Linked DNA regions of Gasterosteus aculeatus: region 1 is linked to region 2. A link is a contact called in public Hi-C data. All regions are on one chromosome and are shown on one strand. The core of a region is the stretch at or near the end of the contact, and the rest is flanking DNA. Distances in the headings are between cores, read along the strand shown. Region 1 overlaps LOC120822725 (rho GTPase-activating protein 26). Region 2 holds the start of LOC100174895 (glucocorticoid receptor).

What was found. A called contact is a pair of places that touch in the nucleus more often than the background predicts.
Region 1: a contact with region 2 is called in a Hi-C map of blood and trunk muscle, with 2.4 times the contacts expected there. The contact joins the enhancer-like site here to the promoter of LOC100174895 in region 2. A contact is called at or near these places in 6 of 6 Hi-C or Micro-C datasets (blood and trunk muscle, liver, skeletal muscle and 2 more).

What each region holds. Positions count from the first base shown.
Region 1 is chr7:27,002,287-27,008,839 of fGasAcu3.hap1.1, forward strand. It overlaps LOC120822725 (rho GTPase-activating protein 26), which reads right to left. Exons shown (of 23, transcript XM_078106792.1): 14 at 5,854-5,940; 15 at 5,695-5,779; 16 at 4,800-4,858; 17 at 1,177-1,282; 18 at 1-26. Among protein-coding and RNA genes, the nearest start is that of LOC120822725, 35 kb to the right of the region's middle. Within about 2 kb of position 4,290, at least 3 of the 9 cell types and tissues checked have open chromatin away from gene starts, as enhancers often do.
Region 2 is chr7:26,946,509-26,952,878 of fGasAcu3.hap1.1, forward strand. LOC100174895 (glucocorticoid receptor) reads left to right here and starts at 1,674. Exons shown (of 10, transcript XM_040182578.2): 1 at 1,674-1,851; 2 at 4,013-5,274. The coding sequence starts at 4,022.

The DNA of each region.
Region 1 (6,553 bases), core at 3,040-5,539, 58 kb after region 2:
GGTTCTGATGGTGATGACTCGCCACACTGTTGATGTAAACGGGAGTTATTCACACCAATGGGTTTAGGCCAAATAAGCGGTTCAGCTGTCTATGAAAGGCGATGCAGTTCAACGGCACCACAAGCGACATCTTCTAAGCGTTGGGACCCTTCTGAAGGTATGACCCAGCACGAGGCTGCATCAGTGGCGTGTTTTTACTGTGGTCCGACCTATGAGCCAGTGATGATGACACGTAACGCACTGAGCCCAACCGGAGGAGCACCATCGTCTTCACGATGGCTGTATTTGCACTCGTCTGCATGTTGTATAAACATGGCTCGAGTCCCATTCGACACACATTTTATAATGCTGCTGTTGTTAAAGAAAAGCTCCACAAAGCCACAGAGCTTAGTTGAGGGTTTGGAGTGAAAACACAATGCCAGTGAGCCGTATCAAAGGAATAAATAAACATAACTGTGCCATGGCCTGCTTTTTAGCTTATCTGCTGCAGCAGCTTGTGGTCATGAAGTCCGAACAACCTGTTTAACTCACCGATGTTCTTAGTATATCGCTGCCTATGGACAGTGTAAAAACATGCACAATGTAGAAGTCAAAAGTGGGATTTAAAGATGTAAAAAAGTTAAGAGGCAATTGCCAGGGGACGGCCTTCAATAGAAACCGTTCTGATTCACCTGCAGTGCTCATTAGCATCAATGCGTCTGAAATGTTTTGAAACAAAGCATTGAAATCTCATTGAGCAGCATTTGATTATCTCCCACTAAGCTGTGCTTTGGGTGATGTGCAGGTCGTCGAGGTTAAAACTTTTAGTTTAATAAGATTTTTGAACGTCTGTGTTACACAAATAATATTGTTTCAGCATCACAAATGATAATGTAATGCAGTGATGTAAATGTCGTTCATTTACGAGTAGATTAAATGTATGAAAAACTTTTCTACCCAATTCAGCCCAAAAGTTGGCCGAAGGATGGAGCTCGATCTATTTTCAAAACAAACAGCCTTGATGCATTTGCTCCAGAGATTACACAGAGCCCTGATCCGACTCGAGGATGGTCATCAACGGGGCGCGACGGAGATGAGGGTGTGGAGGCCCGTTAGCACTGCATGACAAACTGTGATGATGACACAACATTTCCAATACTAATGAGGGATTTCCAGTTGTGCCATAGCTCGTCTTACGTGGCCAGATGTTTCATCAGCAGCTCCAGCATCTGTCTGTTCTTCTCAGGCAGCCGGTGCACCAGCGCGTGGACCTCCGTCACCCGAGCCTCCTGGTTGTCCAGCTCTGGGAAGAGAGACGGACATGTGGAGTGAGAGAGAGAGAGAGAGAGAGACACATTGGACTATTCCTTTACTGACACAAGCACGTGAGAAGAAGACGTGAATTCATTTTCTGTGTTTACGTTTTACTACAATACCACGAACATTGCCACAGTATTTGGTTTTAAACGGCCCCCTTCATGCTGCCATAAATAACCAATGCCTTATTTACTCCTGTGTGAGTGCATTTCTTATTGTTAAAAATAGTTTTCTGTAAATTAAACGGTTTAACCTCTCCAGCAGACACAGGGGGCTTTATCTTTATCTGATTTGTCGACAGCGACGAACAAACTGCATCGATCGACACCAGCTTTGTCTTTACGCGATCGCCATTGCACGGCAGTTATAAACATCAGGCCTGCCGCTGGTGGATGACAATAATACGTCACGGCTGCAGAGCGAGTGGATTGAGAGACGACAGCAGAATCCCATTAGATCAACCCTGAGGGCCGGGCTGTCAGCGATCTCACAGAGAGACACACAGACACACTTCAGCAGGGATTAACATGGCTGCTAAAACACACACACACACACACACACACACACACACACACACGCCTAAATACACTGGGAGGAATAGACCAAATATTTGGTAGATTTAGAATAGTTAAGTAGATGCGTGCACACACACGGCGTGACATGTAAGCGGACACAAACACACGCACACACAGACAGATGCTGACATGACTATAGACACGCATTCACATGTGCAGAGCTCCAAACAGATGCATCCTTCTCTCGTGTCCACCTCTCCACGGACACGTTATGCTAAAGCGCCCCCCCCCTCCCGCCCCCCCGCAATGTGTGTGGATAAATTCATGCATGCGTTTTAGGCGTTTGAAAATGTTGTTTTCATTCTACCCAGAAGTAGCAGAAGATTTCTTTTTCCAGTTTTCCAGTGGAACAGGACACAAGCATATCATGTTTCATTAATTATATAGAACAGAAACTCGTAACATGATATCCTCACTCGTCCTAAAATATAACGGGACAATTGGTCGGTATTTCTTTTTAGGTACTGCAGAGTCACGCACATTCACAGTAAACCCACAAACCAGCAGCCGTAATGAGGCGAAAAACAAAAAGTAGGCTGGGAGGCGGCACTGTAGACGGTAAGGTGCCGAGTCGGTGATTACACCAAGCAATGTATCATGGCGGCCTCCACCTCATCCGTCACGTAACGGGGGGCTATCCTAGTAAAGCCACTTTCACTCGTTCACCTTGAATTCCAGCCCTGTGGAAAAATGCACATATATTGGGGGAGGTGGATGCATGTGGATATACAGTTACACAAGACAACATAAATAGAGTTCGTGTGTATGTGTATCCTCTTTAGTCGTCTTAACACTGACGTTCTGGTAGCCACCAAATCACACAATAAGCTATTAATTAAAAGCAACCTTTGTCCAATCGTATATTGTTAAACAGAAGCTAATTTGAAAAAAAAACTTCATCCGGATTCCTCTTAAGCAAGCGGGGATTTGGATTCTGGACGGAGAACATTCTTTCACGAAGTCATGGAAGCGAACCCGTCCGCGTCCACACAACAGAAGCGCGCGTTGCTTCGCGAAGGTTTCCAACATCCGCTGACCCTCGACTGATGCCAAAAAACCAACAGCTGTTCGGCTTTCCCTTCCTTCATCATTCATTCTGGGCATCTCTGATCTCATATATAGCTCATATACAGTAACAGTGACACAAGTTATGAAACAGACTGTAAAAGCTTCCCGACATCCCGAGAGCCGCTCAGCCTTCATTGGCATAATTGATGAGAATTCGGATTGCTTCCAAAAGGCGAATGCTCTGATACTTGTTCCAGATGCCTCGAGGACTGCCATCACAGAGAAGAGTCGCAATGAATCATGCGAACGGGGATTGGGCAACAGACTTTGAGACAGCCTCAAAAGCCATCAGTTGTCCACGCACAAAGTGACGAAAATACTTTGTGAGGAGTGGAGAGAGAGAGAGAAATGGACACTGCATGGAGTGGGTGGCTTCATTGAATGCTGGCTTGAGGAAGTTACAAAAAAAACAAGGGCGTGGTAAATGTGAAACGTACGTCATGCAGGTTAAGCTCTGAATGTCACAATGTGGATTAGCTTTTAAACTAAACTCATGCTCATAAAGCCTTTTCATATTGTTCCATTGCACTTCTTTCTGTTGACATCCTGCTGTTTAGTTCAGTTATAAAAAAAACCTTCACATCTAGATGGATGGACGGCTTAAAGATCAGAATCAGGGAGAAATATACATTAGACATACAGTACTATGTGTAAGACCTAATGACTGCAGACAGAATGATTCCTGTATCCGTGTCAGCCTGCTGGCACACGCCAGGCATCTGCAGACCAAACGACACCCCAACCTCCTCTTCTTTCTCTCGCAGTCTTTTCGGAACCTTGGATTTCCCACGAGAAAAATCAAATACACTGAAATGATTGGGTTGAATTTAAGAAAACCAAGAGTCTATCAGGAGCTGATATTATCAAATAATGAGTTATCAGTTCTCTTAATACTAAAATCTCTGTCAAAACCGGCTATTTTAAACCAAAGAGGAGTGAAGAGAAGAGAGTTCAACGGGACGGCCGACTGCCAGGGCATGTCCCCGCAAGCACGCACACACATTAATTCACACACGTATTTGCGTAATGCAAATTCAGATACCAACCATGAAGATTAACGGCAGATATAAACCGACCAAAGGAGTTAAACAAGAATCGTTGCAGTATGAGATCAGTAAACACAAATGAAAGCCCATGTGATATTTTATGAAGCTGTGGGTACCTGCACTAGAGCACCGGCGCTCCAGGTTCTTATCTAACCGTCTATGCTCTATCCTCAGACACACTTTAACACACTTTTCTCATTTTCTCTCTAGTTGGCCTCACTATGGATCCGTTTCCTAGTAGCGTTGCCAGAGAAACACTCATTTCCTGGAGTTCCCGCCAGCTCGGCTCTCTAAAGGAGTCAGCTACAAAAGAAAACCGGTCAATGACACACGCTGTAACTGTGCAGACCGGACTCAACCGCACCTTTGTTTACTAGAGTGGGACCAATTACATGTATTTTTAAACTGTTACTTTCGGGTACCCGAGCAAATGTACAGACGGAGGCAATCTGGTGGCAAAGTGGGTGCCCTGTTATCTCAGCAGGTGGACCATCCATTGGTGAGCCATGACCTCACCCGCCGACGTGAGTCACGCGTGATCTCCTTTTCCAAATGAAACGGAGGAGGAATGCTGCAGGCACGGCCTCATACGGACACCCATTGGGAGGGCAAAAGGAAAAAGAAGACTTACAAAAATTAAAATTCTCTAATCAATCGGTAGTCGATTAATAAACGGTATATAAACACAAACATGATTCAGCACTTCACGCGTTTCTTTGGAATAGATGCTTGCATTGTTTTAATATGGTCACCGGGAATCAAACATTCGCCAGACTTAACTGACATCCGAGAGGCGAACGAGGCACTAACTCACTTGCAGCTTTGATGAAGCTCCTCTGGTACTGGTACGTCATGAGAGGCCCGGGCAGCACTCTGTAAAACACACACACACACACACACACACACACACACACACACACACACACACACACACACACACACACACACACACACACACACACACACACACACACACACACACACACACACACACACACACACACACACACACACACACACACACACACGTCAGCTGACGTCTGCTTGGAAAATCAATAAATCTGGACAGATCTGGATGAAAACTCATCTAACTGTCTTCTCCTTCTCACCATGATTCCCAACGGTCCTCAAGGAAGCCTGACCTGAGGTCCTCGTGCAGTTAGTGTGTATGTGCGTCGCGTAAGCAGTCTCTTAGTGAAGGAGAGAGCCGTGTCTGTGTGTGTGTCTCTTTTGAGTGCAGCTCGAACACCACTACATCTTCTACTCATTACAGATTGTTGAGAGAAATCATCATCTCCAATACAGCACCACACAGTGTGAATACAAAGGGGGAATTTAATATCCGTGCAACAAATGACCGCTGGAGGAAAATTAAAACGTCAGTCATAGATTTGAAAAAAGACAGCAAATGCCGTGTGGGAAAAAAAAAAAACTATTTGCCATTTAATGTGGTGGAGCCGAGCAGGAGAATTGTTTCTTACAAGAGGCAGATATTAAAAGCAGTGAGATGCATTTATTCAAGTACTGATAGTTAAAGAAAAAGATTCATGCATGAAAACAGCAATTAATCCTTTTACCGTCTTTGAGGTTAAAGTACACAGAATAGAAACACAACAGTAAGATCATTTCAATGAGGATATTTGTGCAGCTGTATCAAAGTATAGTTCAATACCTCGTACATGCATTTCACTACGCAGCTTCTCACAAACCTGAGATAGTGCTTGATAGCACTCGTGATAGTTTTGATCTCCCACTCAGAGTTTTCCAGCTCCACGTCAGCACATGTCTTAGGATCTGATGTGAAGATAAAAGAAAGTTTTCATTGTTTACATTTTACACAGGAGAAAATGCTCAGTTTATTTTTTTACTTCTATATTCACCCATAGCGAGACCAAGCAGTTTTTGTACTCTGGAGCTGACGCCAACAATCCTGTACAAGCCCTGATCATCAATACCTGGAGAGGAAACGAGAGGTTTTGTTCTCATGTACCAACCAAAACAGTATATAGACATGACGCTGGTCCGTGGGCCCGAGGAGTTCCAGTTTCGTTTCATCGCTCCCCAGAACAGAATCCCAGGTGCTTTCTCCTAAATTGACCTGATGCAAACTTGGTGCACAGCCACACGCCGGGTTCTGATGGCCTTCCTGACTTGTGAGGGCCTATCAGTATAGTTTTCAGCACACTGGAGCTGACTCATCTGGTGCTTTTTGGGTCACTGTTCCGCTTGGAGTTCGGTTACGGGGGCCGCCAGCGTTCAGTATGCATCTTGCCGTCGAAACTGAAACCTCGCTTCCTGCTGCCCCCGAGTTCTTCTGCAGGTCTCCTGCAGAAACTGGAGAGATGCTCAGAGAGCCGGTGGCAGCCGTCGGTAGCTCGCTCTTTCGTCCACGTCCACGTAGTGCAGCAAATGATCTCTTCTCGGTTCACACATTCTGTCTACATCATCCGGGTTTCCCACTGGCTGATTTGTAGTGTTATTTTTAGAATAAATTAAATGATTTCTCGGTTAACGTTTTGGTCAATGAAACGTTAAAAAAATATTGGCGTTGAAAATGTCCATAATTCT
Region 2 (6,370 bases), core at 424-2,923:
CTTTTCTGGAAGATGTAACAACATGGAGCGTCTGGGCCGGTCTGCACAGTGTGGACTGTCCACGTCCCTTCCTCTCCATCTTCTTCTTCTTCACCCCAGGTTGACTCTGCAGAACACATGAACACGATTGCCTGCTTGTTCTGGTCCACTCTGCCGTCATAAAAAAAAAGAATGTCCTTGTCTTGTGACCAACAGAAATAAAATACTAAGACTGCTACTATACAAAGACTTCATTTCACTAATAGGTCACCAGTCAGTTCACGTTGGACTCCAGGAGGTCCTTTAAATGCATTAAAGGGATTGGGACTAAAAGATTATAACGGAAGCTGCAAAGTCACATCATTCAGGGTGCCTCTCTTTGCCTCTTATATTTCCAATATTGTGATTTGTTCTTTGTATTCTGTAGTTCTGAAACAATTAGTTGATTATCCCAGTGCCGATGTGAGGGTTTCGGGACAGACGATGTTTCATGTGTACAGACTATAAAACCCTCTGAGGCAAATTTATAATTTGTTATTTTGGGCTATACAAAATAAAATAAATTGAATTGAATTAAAGTTAGATGACTCAAAGCGTTTGAGAGTTCAGTTTAGATTATCAATAAATCCTTTGGACAATGTAAATGTGTTTGAAAAAATGATGGACCTATTGACCTACACATGATGTATGGGGGGGACTTTTAGCTTAAGAGATTATAAATCAGGTTCATGCTTTAAGTTTCAGGCGTGCTACTTACCGTCCACCTGACCTTTGACCCCTCACTGTGCTCTGGTGAAATCACTGCGCCCAGTTTGAGCTCCCCATTTAAAACTACAAGGTTGAGAGCAGAGAAATATCTTCCCTGAGTGGTTATTAATGTGTTCCTCTTGGTTCCGTTTGGACGTTGTTCTCTCCCTGACAGGATGTTCACGGCTAATCTTGCATTCTGCGCCTAAAAAACGTCGTAGCACATAATAGGCGAGTTATGCCCGCATGCTTAAGGGTCTCTGGAGGCGGCAGTCGTTTGCAACTTCTCAAGTGGCTCTCAACCACCGCTTTGGTAAATCAAGACCTCTCGGGAAAAACTATTCGATTGGAATACGTAGCAGATCTCTGAGAAGCGGAGCTGTATTGGTTAGTCATTTCAAAGTTTTAGGAGATAGCAATCAAGCGATTTATGAAACCTCGGAGTCTATAGCATAACCGCGATTACTTGCTCTAGTTGGAGGAAAAACAGCCCCCCCCCCCTCCCTTGTTCTTTGCTCTGAACCTTTTTATAAAGCTATGAAGGGTTGTGGAGTAACTTAGGTGGTCGCACCGAAGGCCTACGGAGACACGTTCTGACAGATTCCTCAGCAGGGAGACTCGGTGGGGAAAGGGGCGTTCACAGCCAAGTGTCAAACTAACAGCTGCATCAAGCTGCCACACACAGAGAGGCGGCGACCGAAAACGGGGCTATTTTTGCTTGTGAATAAAAGCAAAAAAATGCTCGCTTTAAAAAGCAAAAATTATTAACAAAACGCAATGCTTCCGTCTGCTGGGCCAAAACCGACCTCTAAGGTAAAACCTCCACTCCAAAAGTGCTCCGACCGCCTCATTTTTTCACACACTGACCGTTTCGCTCCCATCGAGGACGGCGACAACGGGGCTTTTATTCTGAAAGAACAAGACGGAAGCGCTCGACTCGTCTCCTCCGGCTTGACGGCGTTTCGCTAACTGTCCGCCCTGCCCTGCCTGAGTTTTCAGTTGAGTACGCCAGGGCAGCGGGGCTCTATTATATAACTTTGATGTACTCACGGGTTTAATGGCGCAAGAGCAGGATATCGCGGCGCAGATCCGTGGAATCATTGCGGAATAATCCTGATATTGCAGGCGAGTAAGCGATCGATCACTTCTTTTTTTCCCCTCCTTCTCCCTCATACCGGTGACTTGCGTTAAAAGTTATCGACAGATCGGCCAGAACGGCGCACACCGTGGACCTCGACAGCGCCAGCTAGGTCAGCGCCGCTGTTGACTTTAGTTTTTTTGTTGTTGTTTGTTTTCTAAACAGTTGCTATTGCGGGGGATGTTTTCCTGTCGCGCGGAGAGCACGGTGGACACACACCCAGATGACATTTCACCGCGCAACGTTGTTGCAAGGACGCGGTTTTAATCGAGTGTGTGCGTGTGCCTGCGCGCGTGCGTGCGTGCGTGCTTGTGGACGTCGCGTCATTTCTCATATGTTTTCCAACTTGGACCGACTGGAGATGACCTAAACGGGTGTGTGTGTGTGTGTGTTGGTTGGCGCATCCTCCCGCCACAGGTACGACCTGCTTATGTACTGCGACCACTTGTTCCGTCGCGGGAGAATTACCATGGGAGGGGAAATGCTGTCTGTCTTCCACCCACCCACCTACCTACCCAAAGTAGGCCGACTAGAGCGCGCCCGGTGCTGCGTGGTAGGCGCACTGACAACCGTGCAGTGTGCGCGACCCCGCTGACACGTCCCCCACCAGGCGCTCGGAGCAACCGGGTTTGTTTGTTTTTTCTTGCAAGATGGAAAGAAGCGGTTTGCACAAAAACGGCGGCTTATCTGCGGCTGTGCGCATGTGATCGGTGCAATTTCCCGTCGCAGCCAACAGGTTGCACTAACGCTGTTATGATGTGTCGTGCTCGTTCGATGGGGGGGAAAAAGTACAGTGCAGCAAGTCTGTACAAGCCCAAACTTTTGTGGGCGGGGGAGGGATTTGATAAATATCAAAAACCTTCCTTTACAATTTCAATATAGCGGAAATCTCAATTAGGAAATATTGCGCAGCGGTGACAAGACATTATAAGCGTTAAAAAAGGACACGCAGGATTTATAATGCTACTCCGGGTAAATGCGTAAAACAAATTATTCTTAAGTTTTGCACGGAAAATGTTTTTCACGAGCCTCTCCTCGTGTGCACATGACCCTCCGGTCTGCACAGGGCGGCAGCTGTGCGCCGCAAACCCGCAGCCCGTTTAGCGCCATGTGTCGTATATGCGCTCTTGAGGCTACGGAGTCGACACGTCTCCTTCGACCTGCTGTTTAGCGCAACACACGCAGCGCCAACTAGCAGGAAATGGTGCAGCCGTGTTTACCTTTCGCCAATGCGTCCATTCGAGGCAACGGTTGTTCTTGCAAAGTGGTGTTTGTGTTTAAATGTGTGTGTCCTTTGCAGAAGTTCTGAATGCTCTTGAGGGAAGTACGGGCTCGTTCTGTGATTTTTGTGAACTTTGAAAATGCACCGCATGGGTGACAGCTTGCCTGGTTAACGATACTAATGCGATTAAAACGAGGGCGCCGCAGTATAAACATCGCGGAGAGCTTTTTCTTTGCACACTCGTTGCGTTCATTTAATTGTATTTAAATGTCCCTTTTGACTGAATCATTCATCTGCGCTCCTCTGCAAATGGAGATGGACAGTTATTGGTGACCGTTGCAAACGCCCCAGAGACCAGTGCGCTAATCTCCTCTGACAGATGTGTGTGGCTCCACACATGCTTGTCTGTATGCGGGATTGTCACTGGCTGTTACACAAGTGGTGCCTGGGCCTTGTTTGCACTTCTGGACGCATGAGATGATTCGAGGGCACAGTTCAAAGAAATAACATCAGCATTATGGTCATGTTATGTAATGGCTCTTGTCCCCATTTTGTGCTTCCGCCACATTTCTCTATTGTGGGGGGGATTTAATAAACAAGACTGTTGTCATTAGTTAAAAATTATAATTAGAAATGATTAGAAAAAGGCGTATGTGTACGCTACTATTAAAGTGTATAATATTATATCTGGCCATTAGTGCAATGCCGCGACATAAATAAAGATGTATGTATATCACAGTGAACTGTGAGAGTCTTATGTGTGTGTGTATGTATTTATAAAGATATCTTGCCGCTCTGTATGTATCATCTTATTCAGCATCAACTCTGTATAACAGCCTGACATTGTCTCTCTCTCTCTCTCTCTCTCTCTCTGGGTGCATGTGCTCTCTGCGCACTCTTTTGACTCACCCTCGCCGTCCCATCAGGACAAAGAAATGGATCAGGGTGAACTGAAGCGCACCGGTAATCGAGACGACAGCCTGACATTTGGGGAGACGCTGGCCGCAGGTGACACAGCTGGTCCAGCGCTCCAGTCCGCGGCCGACCGGCCAGGCCAAGGGCCTCTGCCCCAGCCGGCGGCGGGCCTAAACGGGAGGTGTGGAAACAAAAACCGAGGGGAGCCTGGAGGCCTCTTTGACTCGCCTCAGCATCGCGTCCTGTTTGAGGGCTCAGACCCAGAGGAGGGTAAAGTCGTTAGCATGCAGAAACAGCACCAGGGCATCGTCCGATTCAACGCGGATGGCACCGGGCCGCCGCTGAAACGCGGCATTTCCGATCTCGAGCAGACGGCCGCCTCGGTCATAAGCGCCTCGGTCTCCTCCATCCTTGGCAACCTCCCCCTGCCGGACCTTTTCCCCCAGCACATCAAGCAGGAGGCTAATTTTTCTCCAGATGAAGACCTGGAAACTTACTGCGGGCACACAGGCCCCGGCTCCGTTGATTTGGATGGCAACGGCAGTCGCCAAATCGAGGATTTGGAGATTTGGCAAGACCTGGACCTTCCCAATACCCTGCCAGAAATCAGCGATTTTGATTTGGATTCAGAAGTGGCCCACTTGGATAACATCCTCCATGACAGCAGGGGGGCTGGTGGTGGTGGTGGTGGTGGCGGCGGCGGCGGCGGGTCGGTCAGCGGCTTGCTGAATGAGCCAAAGCCCCTCACGGGCAAAGAATTGAACTCTACCAACGGCAATGGCTCGGATCCGCATCACCACCCCGTGCACCATCGGCACCACCTGCTACAGCACCAGCAGCATCAGCTCCAACTACAGCAGCAGCAGCCCGCCTCACTTCTCTCCAGCGTCATGATCAAGGAAGAGAAGGATCCGGACGACTCCTTCATCCACATCCGTACTCCCGGTGTGGTCAAGCAGGAGAAGCAGGACAGCGCTGGCTTCTGCCAGGCGCAGTGTCTCCAGAGCAGCATGAGCTCCCACCACGGGGGAGGCCCCATGTCCTCGCCTCTGGGCTTGGGAGTAGGATCTAGCTACCACTACAGAGCCAGCCCGTCCACCGCTGTAGGCCCGGCGGACCAGGAGCCTTACGCCCTGTACCCAAACCTGCCTCTGGCGGGGGAGAGCTGGGCCCGGGGGAGCAGGTTCGGAGAGACAGCCGGGTTGCAGAGGGGCGAGGACGAAGGGCTCCCGTCTGCTGCAGCCCTGTCAACCTTTTCTGTCGGCTTTTCCAGGTACGTCTCCTCAATCTGCCTTGCTCTCTGTCAATGGTTTTAAAAGGCCGCCTGGCCCCCAAGGCCACACATTTAATGGAATAAAAGGCATTTCATTTAACATGGATTTTATTCCAAATGCTTTTTTCCCCCTTAAAAAATAGGCATGAAATAGAGGTAAACCATGTGAGGTGTTTGTAATTGCATTCTTTTGATAAGAAAATACCAATTTGGTAAATGAAAGCAGTCAGTGCGTTTCACAGTTCCTGCCCAAGCCTGTGTGAGTCAAGCACAAAAGAAACATCCTCTCAATAAGCCCCCAGAAAGAGTTCTCACAGGTGCTGTTGTATGTTTTCTTTTGTGAGGGAAGCGCTGGCACCCCTGGGTCGGAGACACAGCAGGACGCGCAATTCTCCCATTCATCCACACCACATTTTAAGAGTGCCATGACGAAGTGTATTGCAGGCATAAATAATCCTTTTATTTACACAAATATATTCAGAGAAGACGGATCAGGTGATTAATTAGTTGCTAGGTTACAAAGAAACGGACGTGGAAAGAAATACAGTTCAATAAGGAAGGGACTATAATTAGCTCAGTCGAAGTGAAGTTGTTCTTGTGTCTCGTCATCATTTCTCAACGCTTCGCCCAAAATTGTGTAGTGGAACGGTGCTCGTTATAAAGATATCACAGTTGCGTAACTGTGTTATTCCTACAGGAAATGACTCCTTGGGAAAACATGATAGGGCATTTCTGAGGATGCAGTATGGTCATGTTTAATAGGAGGGAAAGAGTTGTGGGAGAAAGCCATGTACACGCAGCAGACGGACGATGATAAAATGTCTGCTGGACACGCCTCACTGCAGCTTGGATCTGATAACTGGAAGAGAGATATGTATTTGCTGTGTTATGAGCGTCTTTGTGACCACGGCTTGACGTGTTGCAGAGATGTCATACTGCTGAGCTGAAGTTGTAATCTCTTTATGTAGTGCTCTTTTCTGGCTGTTGGTACGTTTTTTCAAACAACAAAATGTGGTTTGTAGAAACACGTCCTGAGCAGAACTGCTTCGCGGTATGTGGATCCTTGTTGCACCAGCATGTTGTGTTTCCATGCTGA